Regions from separate parts of the Sus scrofa genome. Here region 2 is linked to region 1. Evidence: chromatin contacts called from public Hi-C data. All regions are on one chromosome and are shown on one strand. The core of a region is the stretch at or near the end of the contact, and the rest is flanking DNA. Distances in the headings are between cores, read along the strand shown. Region 1 has its middle 35 kb from the start of C3H16orf72. Region 2 has its middle 46 kb from the start of USP7.

Evidence for each region. A called contact is a pair of places that touch in the nucleus more often than the background predicts.
Region 2: a contact with region 1 is called in a Hi-C map of alveolar macrophages, with 2.5 times the contacts expected there. The contact joins two enhancer-like sites. A contact is called at or near these places in 1 of 5 promoter capture datasets (liver), 19 of 47 Hi-C or Micro-C datasets (alveolar macrophages, blood, embryonic fibroblasts and 9 more) and 2 of 2 datasets of contacts at active chromatin or transcription factors (alveolar macrophages and skeletal muscle).

Annotation. Positions count from the first base shown.
Region 1 is chr3:33,617,787-33,622,888 of Sscrofa11.1, reverse strand. No RefSeq gene overlaps it. Among named protein-coding and RNA genes, the nearest start is that of C3H16orf72, 35 kb to the left of the region's middle. Within about 2 kb of position 2,843, at least 21 of the 83 cell types and tissues checked have an H3K27ac peak or open chromatin away from gene starts, as enhancers often do. A contact at or near this core is called in alveolar macrophages, where this site is marked.
Region 2 is chr3:33,705,665-33,710,532 of Sscrofa11.1, reverse strand. No RefSeq gene overlaps it. Among named protein-coding and RNA genes, the nearest start is that of USP7, 46 kb to the left of the region's middle. Within about 2 kb of position 3,007, at least 1 of the 83 cell types and tissues checked has an H3K27ac peak or open chromatin away from gene starts, as enhancers often do. A contact at or near this core is called in alveolar macrophages, where this site is marked.

The DNA of each region.
Region 1 (5,102 bases), core at 1,594-4,093:
CACCTGGCAGGGCTGTGTCACCTTGGGAGAGGTTTAAAAATACAGGTTCCTGGAGTTCTCGATGTGGCTCAGTGGTTAGTGAATCCGACTAGGCACCATAAGGTTGAAGGTTCAATTCTTGGCCTTGCTTAGTGGGTTAAGGATCCGGTGTTGCCATGAGCTGTGGTGTGGGGTCGCAGACACAGCTCGGATCCCGAGTTGCTGTGGCTGTGGTGTAGGCCAGCAGCTACAGCTCTGAGTGGACCCCTAGCCTGGGAACCTCCATATGCCGCGGGAAGCAGCCCTAGAAAAGACACACACACACACACACACACACCGCACACACATACACACACACATTCATCCTGAGTTCGCTCAGTGGGTTAAGGATCCCACAGTGCCGTGAGCTGTGGTGTGGTCGCTGTGGCTGTGGCGAAGGATCGCAGCTATTGCTCTGATTCAACCTCTAGCCTGGGAACTTCCACAAGCCTCGGGTGCACCCTAGAAAAAACAAACCAAAAATCAAAACAGGTTCCTGAACGACCCACCTCCACACTGAATCCAAAGGTCTCGGGTGGGGATTCTGTTTCTCTTTGTAAAGAAGGTAAATTAAAGGATAAAGTAAAAGTGGATCCTAAGTGCTACTACCTGGTTAGCTCTGTTTAGTTTGTTTTTGTTTTTGGCCACACTGGCATGTGGAAGTTCCCTGGGCCAGGGTTGAACCTGCACTGCAGCAGTGATAATGCTGGGTCCTTAACCTGCTAGACCACGAGAGAACTCCACCTCAGTGTACATTGTACATCCATAATACGTGCACTTAGAAAAATAGTACGAAAAAGTTCAAGGTGAAATGTCTCCTGGATGTCATCCTGTGTGTAGTTGAGCCTGGAGTTGTGTGGCCTGCGACCATGAGGGAAGCAGGGCCAAGGCTGATGAAAACAGCAGAAAACAAAGGACTCTGGTCCCCGAGCAATGCCAGCCATTGCATTAACTCAGTTTGGAAGAGCATTCCAGAAAATGAGGGTGGAGTGCACCTCCTCCCATCCCTGCAGACCCTAAGCCTCCCTACCTCATCCAGAGTGACTGGGTGCACATGAAAAAGAATTGCTACGCATGTACTTGAATATATGTGTTCTCGAGAAACTATATAAAAGGTCACAAGCGCTTTCAACTGCATTTTTGTTTTCAGTTAAAATAGGTTAGAGCTCTTCCCTCACCCGCCCCTACAGATGTGGACCTTGTGTTAGTCATGAATATTGCAACGAAAAGCTCCTCGTAGGCAGGTCCGCCAGCTGCACTTTCCGGATGAGGAAGAGTGAGACTTGGGTGGCCGCTGCCCGGCGCGTGTGCGGGGCGCCTGGAACCTCGTGGCCAGTCACCCACTCACCCACCCAGGCCTCGGTTTCCCGCTGGTGAGGGGCTTGTTGGTGAGGGCGGGATGAGGCGGTGCCGCACGGGAAGGGGCCCTGGCTTCCAGTGAGCACCAAGCGCCTCATCCCGGCTGCTGCGAGGCCGCAGGGCCGCCGAGGCCCCCAGGCCAGAGGGGGCGCTCTGGGGAGGAGGGGTCGGCGAGGGACCACCACGGAGGGAAGGGGTGGGCTGTGCCCAGCGGCGCCGCCTGGGACCCGACGTGCGGGAGACGGAGCTGCGCAGTGAACCCCGCTTTAAACCCGCTCGCTAGGCCCCGCGCAGCGGGCGCGCCTCCAGCTCAGGAAGCCCGAGCGCCGACAGGGTAGGCGGCCAGCGCGTCCCCGCTGGGGCTTGTTTCCTCCTCACAGGGGCTTACGCCGCCGGGGGTGGGGGCCTCAAGGCTCAGGGGGGTCGTTTCCAGGCTCTGGGCCGCGAGCCGGCTCTGTCCCAGGCTAGGGAGGACCAGGGCCCGAGGCCGCAGTGCTGTCACCCGCGCTGGCGTTCTCCGAAGGTGGCGGCCTGGGCGTCCCCTTCCTGGGCATGACCTAGCAGGTCGTACCGGGCGGGGTGTGGGGGTGGTCACCGCACTGGACCCTTCCCCAGAGGCCCATCCTTATGAGCTTTTGCTCCAGGTCTTAGGGGTGCTGGATTTTGATTTCCTCCCTTTGACCCATTGGTGGCGAAGGCCGCCCCTTTATTCTTCCTGGTTTGTGTTCACTCAGCTCAGCGGCCCTTCCCCACCATCCTCTCAAGCCCTTGTTCTCATCCGGTGGTCATTTCATTTACTGGTTTACTTTTGAGCTGCGTCTGCCTTTCCTGGACTGTGTCGTGGGCCCTTTACCTGTCACTGTGCCTGCCACCGAGCAGACATCCGGGAGGAAATACTTGTTGATAGGATGAGGGGATCCCCATTTGACAGATAAGACAGAGGCACCAGAAGCTTCAGGTGGTGCCTCAGCCAGGATCTGAACCCACATCTGTCTGCTTCCGCCCTGTGTAGAAGGCGCCTGAGCATTCCACGTCCAGGTGGATCAAATTCACTAGGATTGGGACCATGGGCAGATTACCTTAACTGGAGCCTCAGTGTCCTCTTGCAGAGTGGGGATGGCCTGGGTTAACTACCGCCCAGGAATATGAGCGTGTAGATTACCTGACGCTTTCATTTTGGGGGCCTGGATGGGGACTGAAAGATCCCTGTGTGATCTGGTCAACTTGGATGAACTTGGATTGAGTTTGAGAACGTCTCTCAGTTGCATACTATTAGTGACGCAAGCAGATACTGGTGTTCCTTCACCCAAGAGCCATGCACCTGGCAAAGGCCTGACCCTCCCAAAGGCCTGACCCCTGTAGGGACCCAGCATTGGCCTTGAGCCTGTCCCTTAGGCTGGGAGTCCCACATTCTCCGGTGGCGACTCACTTCCTGTTTCGGCCTGGAATTTGGATGACAGAGAAACAGCACTGTGTCAGCTCCATGGAAAAGGCTGGGTCTGCCCACCAGAGCCTTAAAGGGACAGCCCTTCTAGGGCAGGGCTTGTCCTGGGGATTCCTGGTGGTGAGTGGGGTGCTGATGCATGGGGCCAGAGATCGGGAGTCAGGATTTGAGAGCCCGGGGGCGGTGGGGGGGGGGTGTCTGCTGCCAGATCCCATGGGCCTCTTTTCCTCTAAAGACTCTCTTCCACCCTCTTCCACCTCCCAGTGCCCAATCCAGTTGTTGGGCCATTGTGGAAGGACCTGCTCTGCCAGGACTTCACTCCTTAATCCTGTTGAGCTCGGTGCTTGGTCTGGGCCTCTGCTATTAAACTGGGTAACGGTACCCTACGCTGACTGTGAAAATTCCATGAAGTCCTGTTCGTCCAAGGTGGTACACTCAGATGCTGATGGGGTCAGATCCATGAGTGAAGCTGTCATGCCTGTGACGAAGGTGAATTGCAGGGTGCACAGCTGCTTAAGGAAGCTTTAGTTCAACACATGCTGGTGGCCCAATTAAGCACCTTCTGTAGGTCAGGGCTCCTGGGACGATGGGTGGATGCCTTTCCAAGCTCCTTTAAGAACGGCTATTCAGCTTTCTGGGGCTCATCTTGCCCACCTTTAAAATGGGTCCTCAGTTCCCGTCATGGCTCAGTGGAAACAAATCTGACCGGCATCACAAGGACGAAGGTTCGATCCCTTGCCTCGCTCAGTGGGTCATGGATCCGGCATTGCCATGAGCTGTGGTGCAGGTGGCAGACGCGGCTCAGATCTGATGTTGCTGTGGCTGTGGTGTAGACCAGCAGCTACAGCTCCGATTTAACACCCTAGCCTGGGCACCTCCATATGCCGTGGGTGCGGCCCTAAAAAGCAATAAATAAATAAGTAAATAAAATGGGCCCTCTCACCAGTCCTGGATTTGGGGTCTGGCTTGAGACACTCGGGACTCTGTGACCTGTGATGTGCAGTTACTTATTCTCAGGGTTTGGCTCCTGCTCTCTGACCCCCCAACTCCCTCCCATTCCCAGACTGTACCACCCCGGTTCTGGTGGTGCCTTAGGGCTGCCCTCCAGGGCTTTGTCTCAGAAGCCCTTCCTAGGCCCCAGCTATGGCTGTCATCCTTCTGTTAGCTTTCGGCAGGAGACATGGCTGTGGGCAGAGCAGGCTTGGGCTTCTCTGAGTGCAGCAGGGTGGGCCAAAACAAACAGGAAGTCCACCAGTCCTGCAGGAATTTGTGTTATGGCCACAGGGAGATGAAGGGCTAGTCATACTGATAACCCCATTTCTCTTGGGTGTTTTACATGCATATCCCATGGCAAGGTTGCTGCAACCCCTAAGGCATGTGTCTGTGTCTGTGTTGCCATGGGAGAAGCTGCTGCTCAGAAAGGTTGAGTGACTTGTCTGAGGATACCCAGCTGGGACTCAAATTTGGAATTTTCTCTCTCTCAAGTCTAGACTCTCTCCTCCTGTGTTACTTTCTTTACCTGGTCAAGATACAATCCATGTTTTCATGGAGTTTGTAGGGAGTTCCCGATGTGGCTTAGAGGGTTTAGAACCCGACATGGTGTTGATGAGGATGATGTGGGTTCGATCCCTGGCCTCTCTGAAATGTGGCTCCAGTTCTGGTGTTGCTGTGGCTGTGGTGTAGACCAGCAGCTGCAGCTCTGATTCACCCTTAGCCCAGGGACTTCCGTATGCCACAGGTGTGGCCATAAAAAGAAAAACAAAAATCATGAGTTCCCGTCGTGGCTCAGTGGTTAACAAATCCGACTAGGAACCATGAGGTTGCGGGTTCGATCCCTGGCCTTGCTCAGTGGGTTAAGGATCTGGTGTTGCTGTGAGCTGTGGTGTAGGTCGCAGACGCGGCACCAATCCCACGTGTTGCTGTGTCTCTGGCGTAGGCTGGTGGCTACAGCACCCATACTTAGCTATGCCATGGGTGTGGCCCTAAAAGGACAAAAAAAGACAAAAAAAAAAAAAATCCATGGAACTTGTAATACAGTGGGGAGTTGTCATTCAGGATCATTTTGCATGTTTACTTTTGCTTTTTATTCACTCCAGTTAAATGGTGGTATTTCGTGGCCTCAGTATAAAGAGAGATAATAGCTTCTTTTCTACTCAATCATGCCTTTTCTTTAGTATAAAAATGGAATTTTTTAATTAAAATGCCTGGCACACTAAAGAAGTAGAACAACACAGCAGGGCTAAAAAAACACATAATGCTGATATACATTCTCTGGACACAG
Region 2 (4,868 bases), core at 1,758-4,257, 87 kb before region 1:
TCCCTTATCTGGGTTCTAGCCATAGGTATTTATTTCTCTGTCACCTAAAAGTCTGAAAGCGAGCAGTGCTGGGCCAGGATGGGCCTCATGATGCCTGGAACCCAGGCTCCTTCCACCTCGTTGCTCTCCTGAGCATGACCTTTATTATTTTTATTACATGGTTAAAACTGGTCTCCAGCATTCTCCCATCTGCCCTCTCAGGAAACTTCCTGTAAAGTGCACACAGCACTTCAGCTTCCATCCCACTGACCAGGATTGGGTCACATGGCCATGTCTGCTGCAAGGGAGCCTGGGAGGTGCTGCATGGCTGCGTGGTGTGCCCAGCTATGAATTGGGTGGTGGGGGGAATGTGTTTCTGACTTTTAAAAAAAGACGAGATGTGGGAGGACAATTGGTCATCCGTATTCCATCTCCAATAAGCAGCCTCCTCTTTATCTCCCAGAGCAGGTCATAATCTCTTTAGTTGCTTATCTGTTTATTAACCTTGGGGACATGCTCCCTTCTTTGAATATAAACTGAGAGGGCAAAGACTTGGACATCTTTTCAGTTCGGCACCCCACTATCTGATGAACGGCCTGACACAAACTAGGCAGGTTGTAAATGTCTGTGTAATAGATCAATGTTTTTTAGAGGCGAATCATTTTAAACAAAGCCATCGTGCAGGTAACGAGGTTTGTAGCATCTTTTTCCCATCACAAAGTCAGGGTATTAAACGAGATAGTTTTCCAGGTCATTGCTGGGGGTGGCTGGGCTGGCAGCCCCACTAACTTCCTTTTGATACTAAATCAGAGGATGACTCAGATGGGCTCTTTCCAAAGAGAATGAACCCTTTGGGTGGGTAGGGTCCTCAACAGACTTAGACTCCTCTTATAATGTTCCTTGGAATTAATATGATAACCTCCCAAGACTCCAAGCAGTACTACCAAATCCATCTCAATAAACGACACTTAGCTCCTTTCCAAAAACCTCCCAAAAAGAAAAACAAAAGCAAAAACCTCCCAGTGTTGTCATCTATTTGATTCCATCCAAATTCCCATGACCACGACTGTCGTTCAAGGATTTTTCTTTTTCTTTTTCTTTTTTCTTTTTGGGTCCTTACCTGCAGCATAGGGATGTTCCTGACTAGGGACTAAATCGGAATTGCGGCTGCCGGCTGCAGATCCGAGCCACATCTGTGACCTACACCACAGCTCACTGCAACACCAGATCCTTAACTCACTGAGCGAGGCCAGGGATCGAACCTGCTTCCTCATGGATACTAGTCAGGTTCCTAAACCGTTGAGCCACAACGATAACTCCCATATAATTCCTTTAGCTGTATTTACTCTTCCATCTGGCTAGGCTGGTCTTATGGTCATGCCCATTCTTGCCAATATCAGCAAGGATCACCAGGATAATAAAATAACATTTTTTTTTTTTAAGAGCCATACCTGCAGCATATGGAAATTCCCAGGCTAGGGGTCAAATCAGAGATGCAGGTTCTGGCCTATGCCCCAGCCATAGCAACTCGGGATCCAAGTTGCATCTGAGACCTACCCACAGCTCACAGAAACCTTAACCCTCTGAGTGAGGCCAGGGATCGAACCTGCATCCTCATGGATACTAGCCGGAGCTGTTTCCACTGAGTGGCAACAGGAATTGCAGATTTTCTTAGTTTTACCTAAAGTCCTTTTCCTGTTGCAAGATCCGATCCACAACAGCACATTACATTTTTTTGTCGTATCTTCTTAGGCTTCTCTTGGCTGTGACAATTTCTAAGACTTTCCTTGTTTTTGATGACAGTTTTGAGGAAAGTGATCAGGTATTTGCATAATGTCCCTCAGGTGGATTTTGTCTGATGTGTGTTACCACTGAGCCATGACCAGAACTCCAAAATAACACACAATGATCAAGACTTACTCTATGCCCTTATTCTGTCAGGGTCACATTATAACTTTTGTGGGACCTTCAAATCTGACCCAAACTGGCAAATGTTGCTATTCCCCAAGAGGGACTGGGGGGTGGTTGGGATGTTCCCAGTAGGAACATCTGTAGCAGGAACCATCAAATTGTATTCAGTATGCTAAGTCTGACATTCCAAGTAATTTTTGGAAATTTTATGATTTCTGATACATTAAAACTTGGGGGTGTCATTCCCGCCATGGCTCAGCAGAAACGAATCTGACTACCATCCATGAGGACGAAGGTTCGATCCCTGGCCTCGCTCAGTGGGTTGGGGATCTGGCGTTGCTGTGAGCTGTGGTGTAGGCTGGCAGCTGCAGCTCTGATTTGACCCCTAGCCTGGGAACTTCCATATGCCATGGGTGCACAGCCTAAAAAGACAAAAACAAACAAACAACAACTTTGGGGGGAAGGGATCCCAAATTATTTCAAACTGGGTGCACTAAGCAAGTTTCACTTATATTAGGTCTATGCTGGCATTTCAAATTCGCAAAAATCAAACAGTACTGGAGTTCCCAATGTGGCTCAGCAGGTTGTGAACCTGACAGAGTGTCTGTAAAGATGTGAGTTCAATCCATGGCCTCCCTCAGTGGGTTAAGGATCCCGAGTTGCTGTGGCTTTGGTGTAGGCCAGCAGCTACAGCTCCAATTAGACCCCTAGCCTGGGAACCTCCATATGCCTTGGGTCGGGCCATAAAAAGACATAAGACAAACAAAGAAAGAAAGAAAGAAAGAAGGAAAGAAAGAAAGAAAGAAAGAAAGAAAGAAAGAAAGAAAGAAAGAAAGAAAGAAAGAAAACAAACAAAAAAAATCAAACAGTACTATATTGTTATACCCATCGAGCTTACGCTCAAGACTGTCCAATTCTGGAGCTCAAGATCTCATCCACTGTCATGCTGCTTCTCTGTGAGCCTTCCCGAATCTTTCACCCTAAACAGGCAGGCAAACCCTGGTTCTCTCCTCTGTGTCCTGTGGTGACATCCCAGCTTGAATGTCACCTCCTCCATACTGCCCTTCCAGTCACCCCACAGACGTCTCCCATTCTCTGCTCTCCTCCTATTGCAGGACGGGTTACTCATGGTTCTCCTCCCGCAACCCACCCGTTAGTTAGCATCCCCATGCTCCCTGCACCTTCTGAGCCAGCCCTTCCTTCCTTATTCTTCCTCTTTGTGGACTTGCTCCTCCCTCCCACTCCCAGTTTGCATCGAAGCATATAGTGGGTGTTCCCATCGTGGCTCAAGGGTGACAAACCGACTAGTATCCATGAGGTTGCAGGTTCGAGGCCTGGGCTCACTCCGTCGGTTAAGGATCTGGCATTGCTGTGAGCCGTGGTGTAGATCACAGACCCAGCTCGGATCCTGCTTGCTGTGGCTGTGGTGTAGGTTGGCAGCTGAAGCTCTGACTCGACCCTTAGCCTGGGAACTTCCATATGTCATGGTACAGCCTGAATAGGACAAAAAACAAACAAGAAATAGCAGCAGCTAACTTTTCGAGGGTTTTGCTTGTGTTAGCAATGCCCTCAGGAAAGGAAGATCATGATAACCTCATTTTGCCCATAAGGGAACTAGAGTCCCCAGAGGTTAAGTGGCTCGTCCCTGACCACACAGGTGGTAAGTGGCAGAGCTGGGAGAAACCACATACTACCCAGCTCTAGAGCCTGCAACTTACCACCTAACAACCTTTAAAACTGCAGAGCATAGGTGAGGATTTTTTAAAAGACCCAACCATTATAAAAGTGTCTAAAGTAGAAGTGAAAGGAGATTTTTTTTTTGTCACTCAGCTGTTTAAAGATCTGGCAATATCATTGCAGCAGCTAAGGTTGCTGCTGTGGCACGGGTTTGATCCCTGATCCCTGGCCCACAGGGAACTTCCACATAGCTCAGGAAAAAAAAAAAGAAAAAAGAACGTTAGAGACTAAAGCCATCTGCCAGCTGAGAGAGCTAAGAGTGTAACGCAGGATCCTGAATGGGAGCCAAGAAGGACATTATTGGGATAAGTGGGCAATTTGCACGTGGACTATATATCAGAAAATACTATAATGTTATTATTATTATTATTATTTGGTCTTTTAGGGCCACACCCGCAGCATATGGAGGTTCCTAGCATAGGGGTCGAGTAGGAGCTGCAGCTGCCCGCCTTCACCACAGCCACAGCAACATCGGATCCTTAACCCACTGAGCGAGGAGAGGGATCGAACCCACGTCCTCAGGGATACTAGTCGGGTTTGTTACCGCTAGGCCCCGACAGGAACCCCTATGATGTCAGTGTGAGATTTCTTTTTCACAGGGGACATACAGTTGATGCACAGCATTGTGTTAGTTTCGGTGTACTACACAATGACCTGACATTTGCATACATCACGAAACGATCCCTGCAAGAAGTCTAGTAACCATCTGTCCCCATACAACTTTACTAGGATATTACAGATCACATCCCTCATACTGTGCATTATGTCCCCGTGCCTTATATACGACGTAACCGCACATGTTATATTTTTGTACCTTTTAACCCCCTTTACCTACTTTGCCTGTCTCCCACCCCCTTCCTTTTGGCAACTATCCTCTGTTCTCTGTATCTATGAGTATGTTTTGTTTTGTTTTTGGCTTTTTGTGGGCCGCACCTGTGCCATACGGAGGTTCCCAGGCTAGGGATTGAATCGGAGCTGTAGCCACCAGCCTATGCCAGAGCCACAGCAACGTGGGATCCGAGCCGCGTCTGCGACCTGCACCACAGCTCACGGCAACGCCAGATCCTTAACCCACTGAGTGAGGCCAGGGACCGAACCCGAAACCTCATGGTTCCTAGTCGGATTCGTTAACCACTGAGCCACAATGGGAGCTCCTCATTTTCTTTTGTTTGTTGGCTTGCTTTGTTTTTTAGATACCATGTATAAGTGAGATCATTTCGCAATTTTCTTTCTCTTTCTGA